Linked DNA regions of Mus musculus: region 1 is linked to region 2. The links are chromatin contacts, called in public Hi-C maps. All regions are on one chromosome and are shown on one strand. The core of a region is the stretch at or near the end of the contact, and the rest is flanking DNA. Distances in the headings are between cores, read along the strand shown. Region 1 holds the start of Kcnip3 (Kv channel interacting protein 3, calsenilin). Region 2 holds the start of Stard7 (START domain containing 7).

Region 1 (3,905 bases), core at 73-2,572, 250 kb before region 2:
ACTGACTTGGAGTGGAGTGCTCAGACAACCCTGCCTCTCAAAAAATGCCACAAGTAAGGACAGGGCTTGATTCCTGAATCGTGGACATGTAACTGGTGGGTAGAGAGTTCCTCCAGAACTGGCTCTGAGTGAACACAGTCTGGATATACTGCTTTGTTGGATAGGTAAAGACTCAGCTTTCCTGAGTTTTGCCATCATTAACATAGACTGGGATAATGACCCTTTTCTTCTAAGCCCACTATGCCACTCCAAGGCCTTATGGGAATTTGCCTAATGCCAAGTCAGTTTGGAAGATTGGCACTGACCCCGGAGCCTCTGGGACCCTTGTCGTCCTCTTTCCCAGAGAGCCCTCTGTGGGAGAGTCTCTTGCCCGGAGTGAAGTCCTGCTGTGCAGATGGCAGAACTGTCCCCTCCCCTCTGGGGACAGCTTTCCTGCCTCGGGATCAACAGCCCCAGGGTTTTGCCCGGGGAGGGTCTAGCAGCTGCCGCTAATTGGCTGACTCAATAAAAAGGGGGTGGGACAGGGTAGGAAGGGCAAGCAAGTGCTCCTGGGCTTTCTGGGAAAGAGGGGATGGCTCAGGCTCTGTTTCCATGGGAACTACTGGCACTGGCAGGCTCCTCCGGGCGCCAAAAAGGGAAACTTGGCGCTGGTCTCCGTACCTGGCTCCTGGTGGATTCCCTTGGGCATTAGAAAATGCCCAAGAGCTTGTCTCCCACAGGGCAGGAAGGAGCCTTCCCGAGGACGGTCAGGACCCTCGATCCCTTCTCCATCCCCAGGTCCCACGCCAGGAGATCTAGGGGAGGTCCCGTGGTTGCTCTGAATGCCTGAATTTGGTCCCAACCTCAAGTCAAAGGACAGTGAAACTGGGAAAGTGTGAAGTGCTCGCTCCAGCTTGGAAGGTTTTCATACAGCAAGGCCTATGAGGGGTCGCACAGAGGTGACTAACAGATAGGGGAGAGCAACAAGAGGTGTTAGGACCCCAGGTGTTACCTTAGTGACGTAATCCCAAGGGCTCCTCTCTGTCCTGCGCAGGGACTGGTGGTGGAGTACCCTCCCTTCTATCCCTGTGACTGGGAAGGGTAGGAACAGACCCTGTACTAGAGGGAGATGAGAACCAGGGACAGACCCTGAGCCTAACTAAGCAAGGGGGGTTGGGGGCCAGATAGGCTGAGAGGCCAGGACTAGGAGCACAGGAAAAAGAGAAACTGGAGGTTGTCAGGATGGAGGCGAAGGAGGGGGGAGATAAGAGGGGGAGGGAAGAGGCAGAGGAAGAGAGGTGGAGCTAAGACTCGGAAGGAAGGGAGGGTGGAAGGAGTGGGCAGGGGGCGGGAGAGAAACCTCCAGTGACAATTGCGTCTGGGTCCAAGCAAACATGAGGCAGCTGCCAGCCGGACCAAGCAGTCTGGCTTGCTCGGGCTGCAAAGCGGGAAGATTAGTGACGGTCCCTTTCAGCAGCAGAGATGCAGAGGACCAAGGTAGGCGCTGAGGGGCTGAGGACTTGCCTGGACTTGGGGAAGGTGGGGCTCTGATGTTGGTCTTGACTAGAGAGTATTTTCACAGTGGTCCTTGGCCCCTACTCTCGCTAATCCATATAAGGGAAAGTAATTGTTCAGAGCATTCCTGCCTGGGAGGCTGGAATCCCGTGGCCTTTGGATGGAAGAGGCTCTGGGTGTCTGTGGACAGAAGAGAAGCTTGAAATTAGCTCCATGGCTGGTCCTGTTCAGTTAGGTCCTTGGGGCAGGGGCTGGGGTAGCTGACCCTGACCCTAGCCTCATAGATCTTAGTGAGACACAGGAGCATGGAAAAGGATGTCTTATGTGTGTGGGCAAGCCAACGGGCAAAGCTTTCAAGTAATCCATCAATGAATGAATGAAGACCCCCCCTTCTTCTTAAAGCACTATGAGACCCCTAATAAAATCACAAACATCTCTGCCTCTGTGGAGCTGTTGGGGGATGGAGAGAGAGGGGAGGCAAAGAGGCACCCGGTACAAAGTTCAAGAAATAGTAGCCAGGTGAGGGGAAGAAGAGAGACAAAAAAAAAATTAAAAAAAAAACAAAAGGTGTGCTCCAGCTTAGCACCGACCCTCAGAAAGTCTGACCTGGATGCCGCACACAAGTCCAGGGTAATCTTGCTTAGGGGGAGAAAGGATCAGATCCAGGTCCGGTTGAATGCCCCAAATAAGGAAATCAAGGTCTTATTTAAAAAAAAAAATAGATATTGGGCTGGCATCTTACAGTCTTTCTTCCCAAAAGATGTCTTCCTGCCCCACTCCCAATGAGGGCAAGCAGCCCAGAGAGGGCTGGAGACTGATTTCAGGCCATTCTGCCCCAGAGTCCAGGTTACTATCCCTGTCCTCTGGTCCAGTTCCCAGAATACCATGAAGGATCTGCAGATGGAACAAAGCCCTTTGAGCACAAGGGCAGGGTACCTTGAAAGGTACTTTCTCTCTTGTCACACCTGTCTCTAGAAAGCTCTGGACTGGCACAGCAGAAGCATAAACAGCTCTCTGTCCCAGACTCACATCCACACTCAGATGATAGGTGAAGCTGTGTGCATCTACAGACATTGGACACACAGATACCCTATGACTGTACCCCTCCCTCACAGAGCCCAGCAACGTGACTCTGTGTGTCCACAGATACAGGGAGTTCTACAGCCATGTGTGCATAGACCTGCACACAGCTGGCACTGTCCATCAGCAGGGGATAGCATAGCCCCCTTCCCTTTACCCATCTCTGGTGGCTCTAATTCCCAGAATTCTTCCTGGGTCCTTAACCACTACTCCCCTACCAGATGAGCAGAGTGTGAGGTCAGAGTCCCATAGTCCACTTGGCTGTTCTATTGGCCATTGTGGCCTCCACTGTGCCCACCATTGGCTCCTGGGCACTCATGGAACTCATTAGGCTTATGGCTGCCCCCTGGATTTCCATGTGTAGCTTGGCCCAAGATGGAAGCCAGCACCACAGTGACAGTGGAGCTGGATAAAGTCCCTACTGTCCCCTACCAGTAGGAGATTATGGAGGTAGCAGGACGGACAGCAACTAACATAGGCTGGGAGATGGCCACACTTGTCACAGTCACTAGCTGACCCAGTTCTGTCCCTGCCTTCTCACCATACCCTAGCCGTCCCTTTAGTAGCTTTCATTTGGCCCTGCAGAGTGGGCACTGACCACAATGCCAGGCCTCCTGGCCAAACCCTGTGTTGGGAGGAGAGAGCCAGCAGCATCCAGATTCAGAGGTGGTAAAGTGGACACTGGGTCAGTTTGGCTCTGGGAGCCTCCCCAGCTTCTTGCAAGTCTGACCTTAATTTGCCCTGTTTGCAGAAGCGGTAACTGAGCACAGACAGGACCTCCCCTCCTAAACCGTTATCCTCATGCAGCGCACCCAGGACTTGGTGTTGTTCTTACTCTATAGGTGAGGAACAGAGGTGGGTCCTGAACTGCATGCAGTGTTGAGACTGGATCTGAGCGGTCTTGCCTTCTGCAGCACAGACACCAAGCTCTAGGTGAGGGTGTCCGGTGGAGAGTGATAGGCGCAGACTCCAGGGGACAGAGGTGTGCCTTTAACCAGGCAGCCAAGGAGGTTTGACTGGAGACTATTTGTGCCTTCTTAGCCTGTCACTCAATGGCACTAGGGACTCTGCCCCAGTCATGACCCTGACTGCATTAGCCCCTACTTCCCCTTGCTTGGCTGTGGATCCAGACATGAAAAGGAAAGAACCTGAAGTCGTCCCCCCCTCCCCCCATTCTCTTCCTTTTCTGTTTCTCATAGCCCAAGCAGGCTTTGCTAGGGACCATAGGATGACCTTGAACTTCTGATCCCCTGCCTCTGCCTCCTGAGGGGAGGGATTACAGGTGTCTGCCACCATACCCACTTCATGCTGGGGCTTAATCCCTGGGCTTC
Region 2 (4,261 bases), core at 1,363-3,862:
AATGGACAGGTCCTACCTCAAAAAATCTGAGGGGAGAGGGAGCACAAAATACTGAACAGAAAAGAACACTATGAATTACCAAACAGGGGTTGGGGATTTAGCCCAGTGGTAGAGCGCTTGCCTAGCAAGCACAAGGCCCTGGGTTCGGTCCTCAGCTCTGGGGGGGGGGAAAAATTACCAAACAGCTTTCATGCTTTAACGTTTGCGTACACAGGACTGCCTGTGATTATGACTTTAAAATGTTGTTTTAAAAAGTCTTCTTTTGCTGGAAGTGGTGGCGCATGCCTTTAATCCCAGCACCTGGGAGGCAGAGGCAGGTGGATTTCTGAGTTCGAGGCCAGCCTGGTCTACAGTGTGAGTTCCAGGACAGCCAGGGCTACACAGAGAAACCCTGTCTCGAAAAAACAAAAACAAACAAACAAACAAAAAAACTGAGAATAGAGTAATGTTTATATTGTGACCTATTTGCTATTAATATCCATATGGTAAGTTTCAAATTGTGCAATACTGATTTGAAAACTAGTCTCATGCTAGAAAAAATAATTGGGACTATCTTCCTAGTAAGAAAAATGGCGGGGCTGGTGAGATGGCTCAGTGGGTAAGAGCACCCGACTGCTCTTCTGAAGGTCCAGAGTTCAAATCCCAGCAACACATGGTGGCTCACAACCATCCCTAACAAGATCTGACTCCCTCTTCTGGTGTGTCTGAAGACAGCTACAGTGTACTTACATATAATAATAAATAAAACTTTAAAAAAAAAAAAAGAAAGAAAAATGGCTTTTAACAAGGTCGAGGGTGTTGAGGGTAGTATGGCCGCAGAAAAAAAAGAAGACTTTTTTTGTTGTTTTTTGTTTGTTTGTTTGTTTGTTTGTTTTTGGTACCACTGCCAGGCGTTGTTTGTTTTTCAATACAGGATTTCTCTGTGTAGTCCTGAAACTCTCTTTGTAGACCGGGCTGGCCTTGAACTCTGCCTCCTTCTACTTCCCAAAGGTATGAGGTAGGTAGGTTTAAGGTATGAGCCACCATGCTCAGCTCTGCTCTCATTTGTAACGTTAAGATCAAAAACAAAAAAAAGTAAAACAGGTTCTCTCCTTAAGAAATATCTAGAAGAAGCTGGTGTTGGTTACTGAAACTACGGTTTAGAATGGAGGGTGTTAGGTGGAGGGGTAAGGAGCACAATTTGAGACTGTTTAAAAGGAATATAGAAATGTAATGTAAAAGCACTTTCCTTTAAAGATTATCTATCTAAAAGTTATAAAGTCTCAGAACTACAGGTTAACAAAAATAAATCAATGCCAATGGGCTTTTCCACAGACAAAACATAATGGTACAGTATTCGAAGAGTTCTAAAACAGTAAAAACAAAACAAACAAACAAAAAAAACCTAACCTAACTCTTACTGGTTAGAATATCCAGGCCATTGCTTTGTGCAAACAGACAAAATCCCTCCCAGCTTCTTGAATGTGCCAAGACACAAGTCACAATGACAGTGGGCTGTCCGCGCAAAGCCCGAGTTCCATCTGGATCGCAGTCATTTTATAAATGGCATGCTACATCACACACACACACACACACACACACACACACACACACACACACCCTTGGGCTTATTTTAAGCCCTATTTTGAATTTGCACTTTTCTGGGTACACTGATTACCCGAAAAATCACCTGTATACCTCAGATATCTAATTTGGTTTTGGAGTATTTTCTTTAGTGTCATACTACCCATTCGAAGTCGTCTCTCTTGTGGTTATTTTTAACCTGACAAGTGGATTTAACAGGCATGGGGGCAGTAACACGGGGTGCTAAAATGGGTTCAATCTATTGCATCGTACTCAAAAGACCACTGGGCAAACTGGGCACTGTCAACAGCTCAAGCCCCAAGGTGCCCACCAACCTCCCGCCCAGGCCCACCCTTCTCTACGGAACAGGGACGCCAACTGCAGCCAAGAGGCTCACCTCTGCAACTCCTCCTCCTGGATTCTCTCCTCGTCCCATACGAAAACACCGGAGAGCGCCGCCATCAAAACAGAGGCATGGCCGGGGCGGCCTCGCAGCCGGCGCCAGAAGCGTCCGAGCAGGGCGCAGCGCGAGCTCTCGGAATACAGGCGGCCGTAGAGCTGCGCGATCTGCTGCGCTCGCCGCACGCGCAGGCCCGTCACGAAGCGGCACTGATTGGCCAGCGCGGACAGCAGGCCCCCGCCCCGCGCGCCCGCCAGCCAGGCGGCCAGGGTGGCCGGTGGCCTCCTCGGGAACATGTCGGCCTCTGTGGATTCCCGCGCCTGCCGCGGGGCCCCGGAGAGGAAGGGCTGGGGGAAGGCAGGCCGGGCCGTCCGCGCAGTCCCCTTAACGGGTTGACCCCGAGGCCACCTCACGCTCCAGAAGCCAGGAGCCGTCCCTCATGCCTTTTTGCAGAAGCGGCTGAGGTAGCGTGGCTTCCGAGGAGAGCGCCGTTGCACGAGGCCCTCTCGGTCCCGACAGCCCGCCCGTCTGTGTGTACGGCGGGAACTCGCGGGGCCCCCGCGGCCAGGGCGCGGGAAGCAAAGCGGTGGCCGTCCCAGGCCACAGCAGAAGCGGTCCCGTGCGCCTGTGTCCGCCTCTCGCGCCGAGTGCGCGCAACCTAACCTGTTTGTCCTGCCCGCACTCTGATTGGGCGCATCTCAGAACCCTGGGCGCTCATTGGCTAAGCCAAAGTGCTCCTCCGCCCTTGCTCCGGGCTGCCTGGTAGCAAGCTAGGTGGCGTGGCGGGAGGGCCTGTCAAGGGCGCCTGGAGAGTGACCCTCGGACCCGGCGGTGCAGCCATTTAGGGACGTCTCACCCGGTCCGGAGGAGAGGCACGGTCAGGTGCGGTGGCGTTCCGTTGTCCTGAGAGGCCCGGCCTGTTTCCCTGTTCTCTACAGTCCCGGGAGGGGCGGTGCACGCCCTACGTGACCCCGCACCTATCACAGCCCAGGGGCAGCTTCCTTGGTCCCCCTTGCCCTGATTCCCCGAGCCCTCCTAAGTATCTGCGGCAGGGACGCGGTTCTGGGTTCCGGCTCCGAGAGAGTACGGGTGGTCCATCCTTAGGGCCGAAGAACACCTTGCAGAGAACTCGAGGGCGGGTGACCCGTTGCTCTCTGAAAATGCGTTAGGCCTGAGCAGTCTCTGACTCGGAGGAGGCAACAAGGTAGGAGAGTAACCAGGTTTCCCAAAACCTGTCTGGCCACGTGTATGTAACCTAATGGTTACTACATGGAGTCTCAGGATACATCAGTATTCTAAGCCAGGGCCTGGTGGCTCATGTCTGTAATCCCAGCACTCCAGAGGCTGAGGCAGGAGCATTGCCAGCCTGAGCAACAGTGTGTCTCAAATAAATAAATAAATAAATAAATAAATAAAATTGCCAGCCTGAGCAACAGTGTGTCTCAAATAAATAAATAAATAAATAAATAAATAAATAAATAAAATTGCCAGCCTGAGCAACAGTGTGTCTCAAATAAATAAATAAATAAATAAATAAAAATTCTCTGTCCAGTTATAAGATGGAAATAATAGCTGCCCCTTAAGTGAAGAATCAGTCTGCCTCCATTTTAGTCTTAAAAGTCATCTTACAGATAGTAAAGACAAGCCAGTTCACTCCTTTTTATGATTAAACCTGTTTCTCAAGGATTGAGCTATGCCCCACCTATAACCTTAACCACAAATAGTTCTGTACTGTCTCTTCCTAGAATCGTAGTCATTTCTTTGTTTTTTAAAAGTTGTGTATAACCATCTTGCAACCCTACCTCTATTTCAAAAGGCTATACAACCACCTATGACTACCTTGTTAGGCCTACCTTGCAACCGTGCCTTTGTTTTAGGGACCCTTGTAAAACTAACTTGTTATGCTTACAGTGTGCCTCTGTGACCCGGCCCATTTTACCCACCAAATCCCCCGTTTGGAAACTCCCTACCACTGACCTATAAAAGCCTTGTCTTCCTCACATCCAAGGCTGATCTCTGGAACCCCACCTTAGAGGGAGGCAGCCCTCATACATGAATTAATTTAACCATGCTGATTTGGGTCAGTGGTCTTACTCTTCCCATGTTTGCTATTAACACAAGAAGCTTTACAGTAAATTCTTTCTTTCTTTTTTTTTTTTTTAACTTAAGAATCTTAGCAGGGCATGGTGGCACAAACCTAACCAGCACTCCAGAGGCAAAGGCAGATTGGCTCTCTGTGAGTATGAGGACAGTCTGGTGTACAAAGCAAGATCGTGAGCTTGGCCCTCAGCCGATGGG

The links. Hi-C and Micro-C count contacts between places; a contact is called where the count stands out from the background.
Region 1: a Hi-C map of liver shows a contact between it and region 2, with 2.2 times the contacts expected there. The contact joins the promoter of Kcnip3 here to the promoter of Stard7 in region 2. A contact is called at or near these places in 1 of 39 promoter capture datasets (the 3T3-L1 cell line), 1 of 484 Hi-C or Micro-C datasets (liver) and 1 of 9 other capture datasets (adipose tissue).

Annotation. Positions count from the first base shown.
Region 1 is chr2:127,518,809-127,522,713 of GRCm38.p6, reverse strand. It overlaps Kcnip3 (Kv channel interacting protein 3, calsenilin), which reads left to right and starts at 1,322. Exons shown (of 9, transcript NM_019789.4): 1 at 1,322-1,476. The coding sequence starts at 1,462. All of the region lies in intron 2 of Gm35478 (a long non-coding RNA gene), which reads right to left.
Region 2 is chr2:127,268,580-127,272,840 of GRCm38.p6, reverse strand. Stard7 (START domain containing 7) reads right to left here and starts at 2,612. Exons shown (of 8, transcript NM_139308.2): 1 at 1,961-2,612. The coding sequence starts at 2,259.